Linked DNA regions of Mus musculus: all the other regions are linked to region 1. The links are chromatin contacts, called in public promoter capture Hi-C maps. All regions are on one chromosome and are shown on one strand. Each heading gives the region's core, a stretch centred on a gene start, on an enhancer-like site or on the middle of the called end of the contact. The rest is flanking DNA. Distances are from core to core; before and after follow the strand shown.

Region 1 (3,511 bases), core at 752-3,251:
AACACTCAGACAAATAAATCTAAAATAACAACAAAAACTTATTGCCATGGTAGCTGTGTGGTAGAGCAGGTACTTTGATCCCCAACACCATCACGATAGAAGCCTAACAAACCATAAGTCTCACCCCCACCAGCTCTATTCTGGCATGATCTAATCCAGAATGCAAGTCCTTTATCACTCCCCGCCCCCCTCTCATTTTGTTTTTGTTCCCTCTCCTCACAAACGAAGCTCTTCTTAAAAGTCTTAACTCTCCCTTCCTTTTTTTTTTTTTTTTTGGTTTTTCAAGACAGGGTTTCTCTGTGTAGCTCTGGCTGTCCTGGAACTCACTCTGTAGACCAGCCTGGCCTCAAACTCAGAAATCCGCCTGCCTCTGCCTCCCGAGTGCTGGGACTAAAGGCGTGCGCCACCACCGCCTAACCTCTCCCTTCCCTTCCTCTTAAGAGAAGTATTATCTAACCCTATTAACCAGAGCAAGGAGAAAAGGCTAAATAAATAACTCCAGCTCTGAAGAGCTTTCTTTGGGTTGGGTCCTTGACGCCTTGTATATTGTTCTTACTGGCCATCTTCTGAGATGTCTTTTTTAATAACAACTTGAGGAAAAATAGCCTGGGTACTCACAATAATACAACCTTCTATCCGCATATTCACTTGTTCATACAGCCACACCTGAATTCGAGATCTCTGAAATAAAAATAATGACTTTAGAAATGTAAACAAATCCCACTCCATTACTTTGTTTCCACAATAAACGACTTATCTTAAAAATTCCAATAAATATAAGCCAAAAACTAGAACTAGTTAGTCTTCATCTAAGAGCTAGCAACACTGGTTAACCTGCTGAGAAACATTTAATAAGTGCTCGGGCAGGCCTGTCCAAACTAATTTTCCTACTCTGAAAATTTATTTTTGCTTCTGGCATGAATACACTTACAGTTAGAACTGTTCACAGGATAGTACAAAGCGAATCTGGCGATTAAAAATTACAATGGCTTAAAACGATTTTTCATCTGTGTTGTAACACTCTAAAATAAACATCGCTAAAATCTCCTCAAAGAAGAGCATTTGCCACTCGCTTCTCTGTATATAACGCCCCCACTCCCCCAAACCCCGCTTTGGTGTCTTTTCTCCATTCTAAGTCCAACTATGGAAAAAGCACTATGCAACTGTCACTGCTAAATCCGATGACAAATCGTTCTTACAGAGTAATTTTAATAGTAAATATAATTACATTGTTCTTACAGAATAATGGTAACTGTGTGCATCCTTAAGTCAGCACGGACATATTAATAATTAGCGCTTTCCCTGTGACCTTATCCTCAACTCTGGTTCTCCCCCCCCCCCAATTTTTTAGTCTAAGCACTAGAAACAGAGAATTTGTTACAAAGAGTCAAACAGGCCCAACTTTCATTTCAGTAACAGTAAGGAAACAACTTACGTACATTTTGCAAGTATCTGAAGATAAGGTTCTGCAGCACGGCGATCAAGGAAAAGAACTACACAAACAGCGGAGCCTCCGCTCCCAACCGCGCCGGACTCTCCAGCGCCCCAAGGTCCGGCCGGGCTACATCCGCAAGCACAAACGACCGCCGGGAGCATGCGCTCCCTCCCCACCGCCCTCGTTTCTCCAACCTTCCCGATGGCCCACATCCTCCTCTCCTCCTCGGTATCCCCCGCTTTCATCGCGGATCGCCAGCCTGGCCGGGTCCACCCGGAGCCCGCCTTCCGCCTCCCGCCTCCCGCCGCCCTTCAACTCCGCGCGCTTTCCTGCCTCCCCGTTCGCCCCAGGGCCTCACGGGAAGCGGCCCGCAGCGGGCTGCCCGGCTCCCCGCCCACGCTCACGGCGCCTACGGCCCCCAAAGCCCCGAGTTCACGCAGCGTAGGATACGATGGGCTGCACCATCACCTTCTGCACCTTTTGGCCCTGGCCGCGGTACGCCATGGTGGAAGTCACAAAGACCACACGAGTAGGAAGGCCGCCTCGGAAAGCGACTTCCGGAAGCAAGACCCGGAAACGGAAGTGCAGTGGTCGTCGGCGACGCGGGCCGGTCCTGGGGAACGCCTCTCTAGGCCAGGAGCCGCTTTTTCTCTATGCTGATAGACTCCGCCGGCGGCCTTCCGACTCAACCGCTCTTTGAAGTCGAGGTCGGTCCTACAGCGCCACCTGGAGGTAGGCTGAGAGGCTTGCCTCTGCCTAGGTGCTCTTCTGAGAGCTGCTCTGGAATTTAGAGGCGGCATCTTGTCCAGAACCATCTGCAGACTCCCCTTATTTGTTTTGGGCCCCAGAGCTAGTCTAGATGGTCATGCCCGAAGCAGTGGTGGAGTTGTGGCTTGTTCAATAACAGATTCAACCCTCATCACCTTTATGCAGAGTTAACTGTTGCAGTGGCAACTGAAGATGGCAATCTAACTAGCTTGGAGGTATTGAAATCGGCTTGTTGGACTCAGATCTCTCTCAGTTGTGTGACCGGTGATAATTAAGTCATTAGGCCTCAGCATCTCCGTCCCGCAAGGGGACAGGAGGTGAAGATTCAGGGAGGTAGTAGTGCACAGGTGCTCCTAGAACACATCTGTAATCTCAGCTTGTGGAAGGCGCAAGGTGAGTATGACCTTAAGCTAAGTAGTACGTTCCAGATCTAAGCTACATGAGGCCTTGTTTCAAAACAAAACAACCTACATGGTATACAACCTGATAAACTTAAGGTAAGTTAGAAATGTAAGTTAAAAAAAAATGCATTTAATGCAGATACCTTGGGCCCAGGGGAGATGATTCGGTAGGTGGGACATGAGGTCTGTCAACCAGCACCTACACAAAATTACATGCCTGTAATTCCAGAGACAGGAAGGAGGGTGCCTGGGCTGGATGGCCAACTAGTCTAACTTAATCGCCAAGTCCTAGGTTCAATGAGAGACCCTGTCTCAGAAGGTAGGGTGAAGAGTGACTCAGAAGGACACTTGATGACATCCTTTGGCCTCCACATGCACACAGAAAATTGTTGAAAATGTATATGCCTAGTCTACTCAATGCCATCGCTTAGCAACACAACATAGCAGCCTTTCTTGAAGCTGCAGCTGCCCCCCACCTCACCAGAAAGTACCTAGAGCTGCTTACCAGGGAAATGATCAAAATTTAAAATGCAAAGTCTGATTTTTTTTTTTTTACAGAATTCATATTGCTTTCACACCATCTTTAGGATGAAGAATTGTAAGTCAGGAGCTATCTGGATGTGTGTGTGTGTGTGTGTGTGTGTGTGTGTGTGTGTGTGTGTGTTAAAGCCTCGTCCCCCACCCCACAACACAAGTAGCAAGAAAAGGGACTGATTAACCTGATTAACCATGCCTATGTTAGTTAGTAACCATGCCTATGTTAGTTAGTAACCATGCCTATGTTAGTAGTAGGCAAGCCTACTCAGTTTTCTGTTAGGACAGGGCTTGTGGCCTGGTTCAAAGTCTATCTAATATTTTAAAATATTTAATATTTAACATTTATTTAAATATTCTCTTTCTAACAAGG
Region 2 (3,511 bases), core at 360-2,859, 1.7 Mb after region 1:
AAACTCAAAATAGATTCTGTTGTTAACTTTGACAACTTTAGAGTATGCAAATTTAGGGAGGGTTTAATTTTCCAATCCTGTTTAATTTCTAGCTCCCACTGAAAATTAGGACTCAAAATATAGCAGAGGAACCAAAGATATTTCCCAATGTCCAGCTTCCGCCCAGGCACCGACGGGAACTTGGCTTTGCTTTTGGTGCTAGGTTAAACCATGGTGCTTTCAGTTTCCCAACAAGTTCTATCGCAAGGCTCGCTTATTCCTCCAATCAAAGGAGGAAGTCAAGTGCTCTTTGGGTCAGTAAAGGGGAACTGTTAGCTGGATAAGCAAGCTCCAATAGTCTGCCAACAGCTTTGGTGAACCTTGTAACCCAGCCTAAGGCTGTCACTCTTACAAATGTCCGCTATGAATAGTTACCTAAACTTCCAATATTCATCCAACTCTGAAAACCTTAAGACTTAAGAGCCAACCGTTATTGAGAAGGCTGAATTATTATAAAGTCTAGAGTACTCTAATTACACATTCCCATTTTTGCTCGGATTCTTTTAAGTCAATAGCAGGATTTCAAAGGAGGAAGTAAAAATGCTTCTCGGGCTGTTTTAACCTGTGCAACCAAAAGGGCTTGCTAGCACATGAAAGGACCCTGTCAGCATCCAGCTAATTAACCAACACTGTCCAGGCTCCAGCAAGGAGAATTATAAAACAAAACAAAAAGCAAAGTTTGCGAAGCAAGTTTCTCATCCTGAAAAGACAGAGGCTAGCGGACAAGTCGGTCCAGCACGTGTGTGTCAGAGGTGAGGCAGGGCAATCTAAGGCAAATAATCCCGACAGAGACCAGGAAGGCAGGAAGGAAGGACGGGTAGGAGGAACAAAGCACCGGCTGGAGAGGTTCGAGCCCAGGAATGGGGAGCACGGGGCAGGAATCCAAAGCCGGCTTCTGGGGAAGAGAGTAGGGGCACGGGGATCTCCCGCGGAAGCTGCGGAAGCAGAGCCAGATTTCCTGCTCTCCATCTCTGGGCTGCTTAGGAGCAGCAGGCTGGCCAAGGGGGCTGAGAGAGGCCGGTGGCCCGGGCGCCCCGCGCGCACTCACCCCGGGTCCCTCCCCGACGCGGTAGGTGAGCTCCAGCTCGAAGCGATCGGCGGCACCGCAGGGCTGCCGGAAGGCCACGCACAGGGCCTGGCCATAGTGCGAGAAGGGCTGTGTGTGGAAAGGCACGGGCTCTGCCGGCGCCTGCTGGTCTCCCGGCTGTCCCCGTCGCAGCGTCGCCGCCGTCACCTCCAAGCAGCTGTGCGAGTCGAGCCGCAGCTCCGAGGCGCCCTCGGGAAGCAAACAACGCAGCTCCAGCGTCGCCGTGCCGCTCAATCCGCGGCTTCCCGGACCCGGGCCCGGAGGCCCGAACTCGGCCCGCAGGTCCAGGTGCAGGTGCAGGATCTCGAAGGCGCGGAAGCTGGAGGCCGAGGCCACGTCCACGGCTTGGGCCGAGTGCAGTGGCCGCCGGGCGGCCGCGCTGTAGTTGCCTGGTCCGCCGCTCTCCATGGCTCCTGAGCGGTTGCTCACCCGCCAGGAAGGTCGGTCGCTCCTCGGGTCTTGGCAGGCTCCGCCTCGAGGCGACGCGCCACCATGCGCCCCGCCCTCCGAGGAATTCGGGCGGCCACAGCCCCTAACCCCCTGGGGCTGTCCCCTCCCTTGTGGCACACAACCCCTCTTCCTGCTTCACACAGGTTCCTGTGCTACCCTGAGACCGAAGTAGGTGGTGTGGTGGGTCACCCTAGTTCCAGGTCACCCTTGAGGATTCCCCATCTTCTAAGCAGTCTGCAAGATGCAGGGGACCAGAACCTGGATTGAAAGGCTCTGGGTTTGAAATTTCACTCACTCTCTCCACTAGGCCAGTCATTAGGACATGTGTGACATCTTGAATGAATTGTAAAACAGGAGTTGTAATGCTGTTCTTCCGTCAAGGAAGATGTCTAGCGTGCTTAGTAAATAGCCACACACACACACACACACACACACACACACACACACACACACAAACCCCCGCAACCCCAGGCACACAGATCTTTAACGCTTTTGTGTCAGGACCAGAGACGTTTTGTGGTTGTTATATATCTATATGTTCCCACTCAACTTAAATTTAGTTGTTTCTATTTTTAATTTTTTCTTTTGAAAAAATATGGATGGGTGTTCTGCCCGCACGTATGCCTAGTGCCTGCAGATAGAGTCGGACCCCCTGGAACTGGAGTTACAGACCTTGTAAGTTGTCATTGGATGCTGGGAACCAAACCAGGTCCTCTACAAGAGCAGCCAAGGACTCTCAACCGCTGGGCCATCTCTCTACCCTCAAGTTAGATTTTTAAATGAGTTCATTAAGACTAGTTAAACTCCCTAGCTATTGAAATCATGCAACTTTAAAAAAAATTATTGTGTTACTATGTAGCCCAAGGTAGTCTCAAAATAGCCATCCTACATCAGCTTGAGGAGTTATGGGATTACACCCTTCCTAGATAATATTTGTTTATCAATGCTGGAGATCAAATGTAGGGCCTTAAGTACCCTAAACAAGCACTCTGCCTTTGAGCTACACCCTCATCCCTGCACGCATGGAAATGCTTAGTCGCCCATTGCATGTTCTTTGTATTTTCCTTGTGTGGCTCAGTTTGAGCTGGACACAGCGCTACATTTTGTTTCTCTTCTGTGACAGTGCCTTGCAGAGGCAACAAATGAAGAGATTAAGTGTAGCCATTTCCTAGGGATTGAAACTTTTCAGTCTTTTTTTTTTTTTTTTTTTTTTTTTTTTTGGTTTGTGGAGACAGGGTTTCTCTGTATAGCCCTGGCTGTCCTGGAACTCACTTTGTAGACCAGGCTGGCCTGGAACTCAGAAATTTGCCTGCCTCTGCCTCCCGAGTGCTAGGATTAAAGGTGTATGCCACCACACCCGGCACTTTTCAGTCTTAAAGAAGAAAGAAGGTCATACAATTTAGGTAGCTCAGAATGTGACAAGGTTCTCGAGGTTATAGAAATAGGGACTATGGGCTGGAGAGGTGGCTCAGTGGTTAAGAGCACTGACTGCTCTTCCAGAGGTCCTGAGTTCAATTCCCAGCAACCACATGGTGACTCACAACCATCAGTAATGGGATCCGATGCCCTCTTCTGGTGTGTCTGAAGACAGCTACAGTGTACTCATATAAATAAAATATATAAATCTTTAAAAAAAAAAAGAAAAGAAAGGAAAGGAAAAGAAATAGGGACCATGCAGGGACAGAGGACACTCTTTTTTTGTGGAGCTTTGGGTATGTTTCTTCAGTAGTCCAGAGTACCCCTAGCCATAGTGAACAGATATTTGTTCATGTCTTTGGAGGAGGAAAACAACAATTAAAGGTATATATCTCTATTATCTATCCAAAGACAAAACTTCCCCCAGGAACTGGTATAGAACCTAGAGACTCACATATGCTAGGCAAATGATTTACCACGGAACTATACCCCAGACCCCCACCCCCTTCTCATAAGACA
Region 3 (3,511 bases), core at 547-3,046, 1.3 Mb after region 1:
AAAAAGGTTTCTCCCCTGTCCATCCTGGAACTCACTCTATAGACCAGGCTGGCCTCAATCTCAGAGATCTGATTGCTTCTGTCTCCGATGTTCTGGGATTAAAGGCATGGTCATCACCACCCGACAAAAAGTTGAATCTTATGTGCACTCATTCAGGTTGCACATACAGCAAAGGAAAACTAAGAAAGAGAGCTGTGAGCTGTGGATGTAGCTCTGTCGGTAGAGTTCTTGCCTGGCTTGATCCTCAGCACTGCCCAGACTTTGCAGTCCCAGCACTGGGGACATAGAGGCAGATGGATCAGCTACATGGAGAGTTCTAAGTCAACCTGAACTACATGAGCATCTGTGTGGTTGTTTTTTAAAAATAAAATAAAATAAAATAAAATAAAAATAAAAGAGAGGTGAAGGAAGAGGAAGAGGAAAAAGGAAGGAAAAAAGAAAGAAAGAAAAGAGAGAAAGAAAAGAGAGAAGGAAAGAAAGAGAAGAGACGAGAAGAGAAAAGAGTGGGTGCCCAGGTCTCAGCTCACCAAAATAACTGGCGAAGTTCAAATGGGGAGAGAGGGTGGAGTTATGACAGTCAGTATACAGAGAATATTGTTGCATAAGTGAGAGAAATCAAGGCGTTATTATTAAGCACAAGAACTCTCAGATTACCTGTAACTCGTATATATAGTCATTTCTTTTTTCGAAGGTTACCATTTCTACAGACAGATTCAGAAATAAAGTTGAAAGCCTACTCCATAAGTCCTAGACAGAAATAATTCTGTCCCTGACTGAAGTAGTGCTGCTGTAGAGAAAATGAGACACCCATAACAATGAGGTCAAGGGTGTTCTAAGGGTGGCCTGGAGAAGACACAAATCACACATCAGCAAAACAAGTGGCGTTTCAAAAAAGCTGCCTGTCTCCATCCACTAGTGGGGTTTCCCTTTAATTGACCCTAAGACATTTTAATAACTAGGCCACGCAAATAGAAAGTTGAATTTTCTGAAAGGGGAGCAGGCTAATGACAGTGTGAGTGGCATGAGGTACAGGCACAGGAGAGAAGTAAAGATGACTAATCTATAAAGATAACACCAAGGACCAAATCATCAGTCACCATGACAACCCAAGTAGGTGGAGGGAAATACAAACACTGACCAGTCACCCGGGTGACACCAGTCCTTCAAGTAAAGACCCACACCCTGGTTATGAGTGGAAGAGGGTGGCCAAGAATGTGAGTTGACTGAAGTGGCATGGTCTTTGCAAGAGGGCTTTGCGGTGACACTATATATACTCTTGGTGAGGCAACTCACCGGGGTCACAAGCTTGCAGGTCAAAGACCCCACACAACAGAAAGAGAAGTCCTACCTGGTGCAGGGCTGTCAAGCCGTCCACGTTGACCGTGTTGATGTCCGCACCTCTTGCCAGAAGCTTTTTCACCTCGTCCGTGTCCCCGCTGGAGCAGGCAGCTAGAAAGACCGCACCGTCTTCGAAGCGGACCCTGGGGCTCCCGCGTCTGGTCTGCAGCTGGCGCCCCGCGCCCTGTCGCTCCGCGGGCTCCTGCTCTGTCAGCGAGCCTCGCCAGCGCCGCAGCTGCTCAGCCCGCCGCGCTCGCGCCGACTCTGCTCGCTTCCCTCCCAGGTGCTCCAGCTCCGCCATTGCTCGAGCTTCCGCAGCTGCTGCCAAAAGTACCACCACAAGACTGTTGGTAGCCCTGTGTGGCCACTGCCGCCTCCCTCGGAGGGCTTCAGCCAGGGAATGAAGGCGGAGGCCCCCGCGCCGCCATCTTTACTCCTCCCGCTAGTAGCACCGCCCACATGCTCCCTTAGCTTCAGCACGCACGCGCTGCCCAACCCCGCGTCAGTACGGGACTTGTAGTAGGAGACCTGCCCTGAGGGCGCACTGGAGCCCTACGGGAACTACACATCCCTGGATGCATTACAAACCAGTCAAGGACAAGCTGCACCCTCCTCCGAGGGGGAATCTAGCACCTATGCCTGGAAGAAGCTGCAACTGTCTCCCAGACCGGTGGCATCCTCTTTCTCTAAGCATTTTGGGAATCGTAGTTTTTTTTATTGCTGCGATCACTAAGCTGAACTCCCTCCCTAATAGTCACTTAACACTTCAAGAGTGGAAAAAGCAGCAGTAATTACCCTTATTTTCTAGAAAAGAAGACTAAACATGAAGTAACAGAAGGATGATATTTCATGTCCTGTTTTTTTTTACATCTAGTTTTATTAACATGTATTAGTTATGAACGTGCATGGAGAAAAGTATGCATACACATACAGTATTATAGTTTTACATAAATTATTTTCAATATGACATTCACTCCAGGTCCAAAAAGATTCCTGACTGTTGAAATTTTTCATTTCACAAATTTCACACACACACACACACAAAATGTGAACACGATTAGGTCATCAGAAAAAAGAACTTTTATTATTTCCTAACAAATGAACACTTGCCCGTTGCTCATTTTCTATTGGAATAAACTAGGAATCAAATGTTGAAGAAATAAGTAATGCCAGGCAACTCACACCTGTAACCCCTGCACCCAGGTTGCCAGGAGTTTTAGAGCAACCTGGACTACACTGTGAGTTCAAGGTTAGCCTGGGCTACAGAGTGAAACCTGTCAAATCTATTCCCCTGTGAAAAACAAACCACAAAAGGCAAGACATTCAACGTCATCCTTTGCTGCATAGGCAGTTCCCGGTGGCCTGGACGACGTGACACTTAGTCTCAATAAAACAAAAGCTCTTTAACAAGTAATGAGATTTTCTTGGTAATTTGTCAACATGGAACCTCTTCTTATTAATAATTAAAATTACCCAAGTTCTCAAATAGAACTCTGCCAAATTGATAAGAGAGATATTGATACCAAGATAACGTAGGAACCAGGCATGGTGACACGCACCTGTTATCTTGGAGGATCAAGAGTCTGAGACCAGGCTGGCAAGATGGCTCAGCAGTTAAGAGCAATGACTGCTCCTCTGAAGGTCCTGATTTCAAATCCCAGCAACTACATGGGTTGACATGTCGACAAATTACCAAGAAAATCTCATTACTTGTTAAAAAGCTTTTGTTTTATTGAGACTAAGTGTCACGTCATCCAGGCCAGCCAGGAACTGCCTATGCAGCAAAGGATGACTTTGAACCAGATAGCTCACAACCATCTGTAATGAGATCTGATGCCCTCTTCTGGTGTGTCTGAAGACAGCTACAGTGTACTTACATATAGTAAAATAAATCTTGAGAGAGAGAGAGAGAGAGAGAGAGAGAGAGAGAGACCAGCCAAAGCAGCAGAAGGAGACTGCCTCAAATACAAACACATAGAGAAACTAGGAGAGATGATGTAGCCGTGAGCTTCTTGCAGCCCTCCTGCCCTGGTTTAATAGCACGGCCCTGGTAAACAACAGCCACTCAGTTTTGCATTTCACTGCTGCATCCTACTTTGCCAATAGACTGGCTTCTAGTAAGACCTTTTAAAGTAGGATAAAATTTTCAGGGACCAATAATGTTACACCTTGT

Evidence for each region. Promoter capture Hi-C pulls out the DNA fragments that hold promoters and counts their contacts. Capture Hi-C pulls out chosen DNA fragments and counts their contacts.
Region 2: a promoter capture Hi-C map of liver shows a contact between it and region 1, with 2.4 times the contacts expected there. The contact joins the promoter of Rnpep here to the promoter of Snrpe in region 1. A contact is called at or near these places in 2 of 9 other capture datasets (adipose tissue and liver).
Region 3: a contact with region 1 is called in a promoter capture Hi-C map of liver, with 4 times the contacts expected there. The contact joins the promoter of Ppp1r12b here to the promoter of Snrpe in region 1. A contact is called at or near these places in 2 of 39 promoter capture datasets (erythroid cells and liver).

Annotation. Positions count from the first base shown.
Region 1 is chr1:133,608,279-133,611,789 of GRCm38.p6, forward strand. Snrpe (small nuclear ribonucleoprotein E) reads right to left here and starts at 2,002. Exons shown (of 5, transcript NM_009227.3): 1 at 1,886-2,002; 2 at 1,440-1,466; 3 at 619-681. The coding sequence starts at 1,939.
Region 2 is chr1:135,282,475-135,285,985 of GRCm38.p6, forward strand. Rnpep (arginyl aminopeptidase (aminopeptidase B)) reads right to left here and starts at 1,610. Exons shown (of 11, transcript NM_145417.3): 1 at 1,088-1,610. The coding sequence starts at 1,534.
Region 3 is chr1:134,954,144-134,957,654 of GRCm38.p6, forward strand. It overlaps Ppp1r12b (protein phosphatase 1, regulatory subunit 12B), which reads right to left and starts at 1,797. Exons shown (of 24, transcript NM_001368827.1): 1 at 1,349-1,797. The coding sequence starts at 1,639.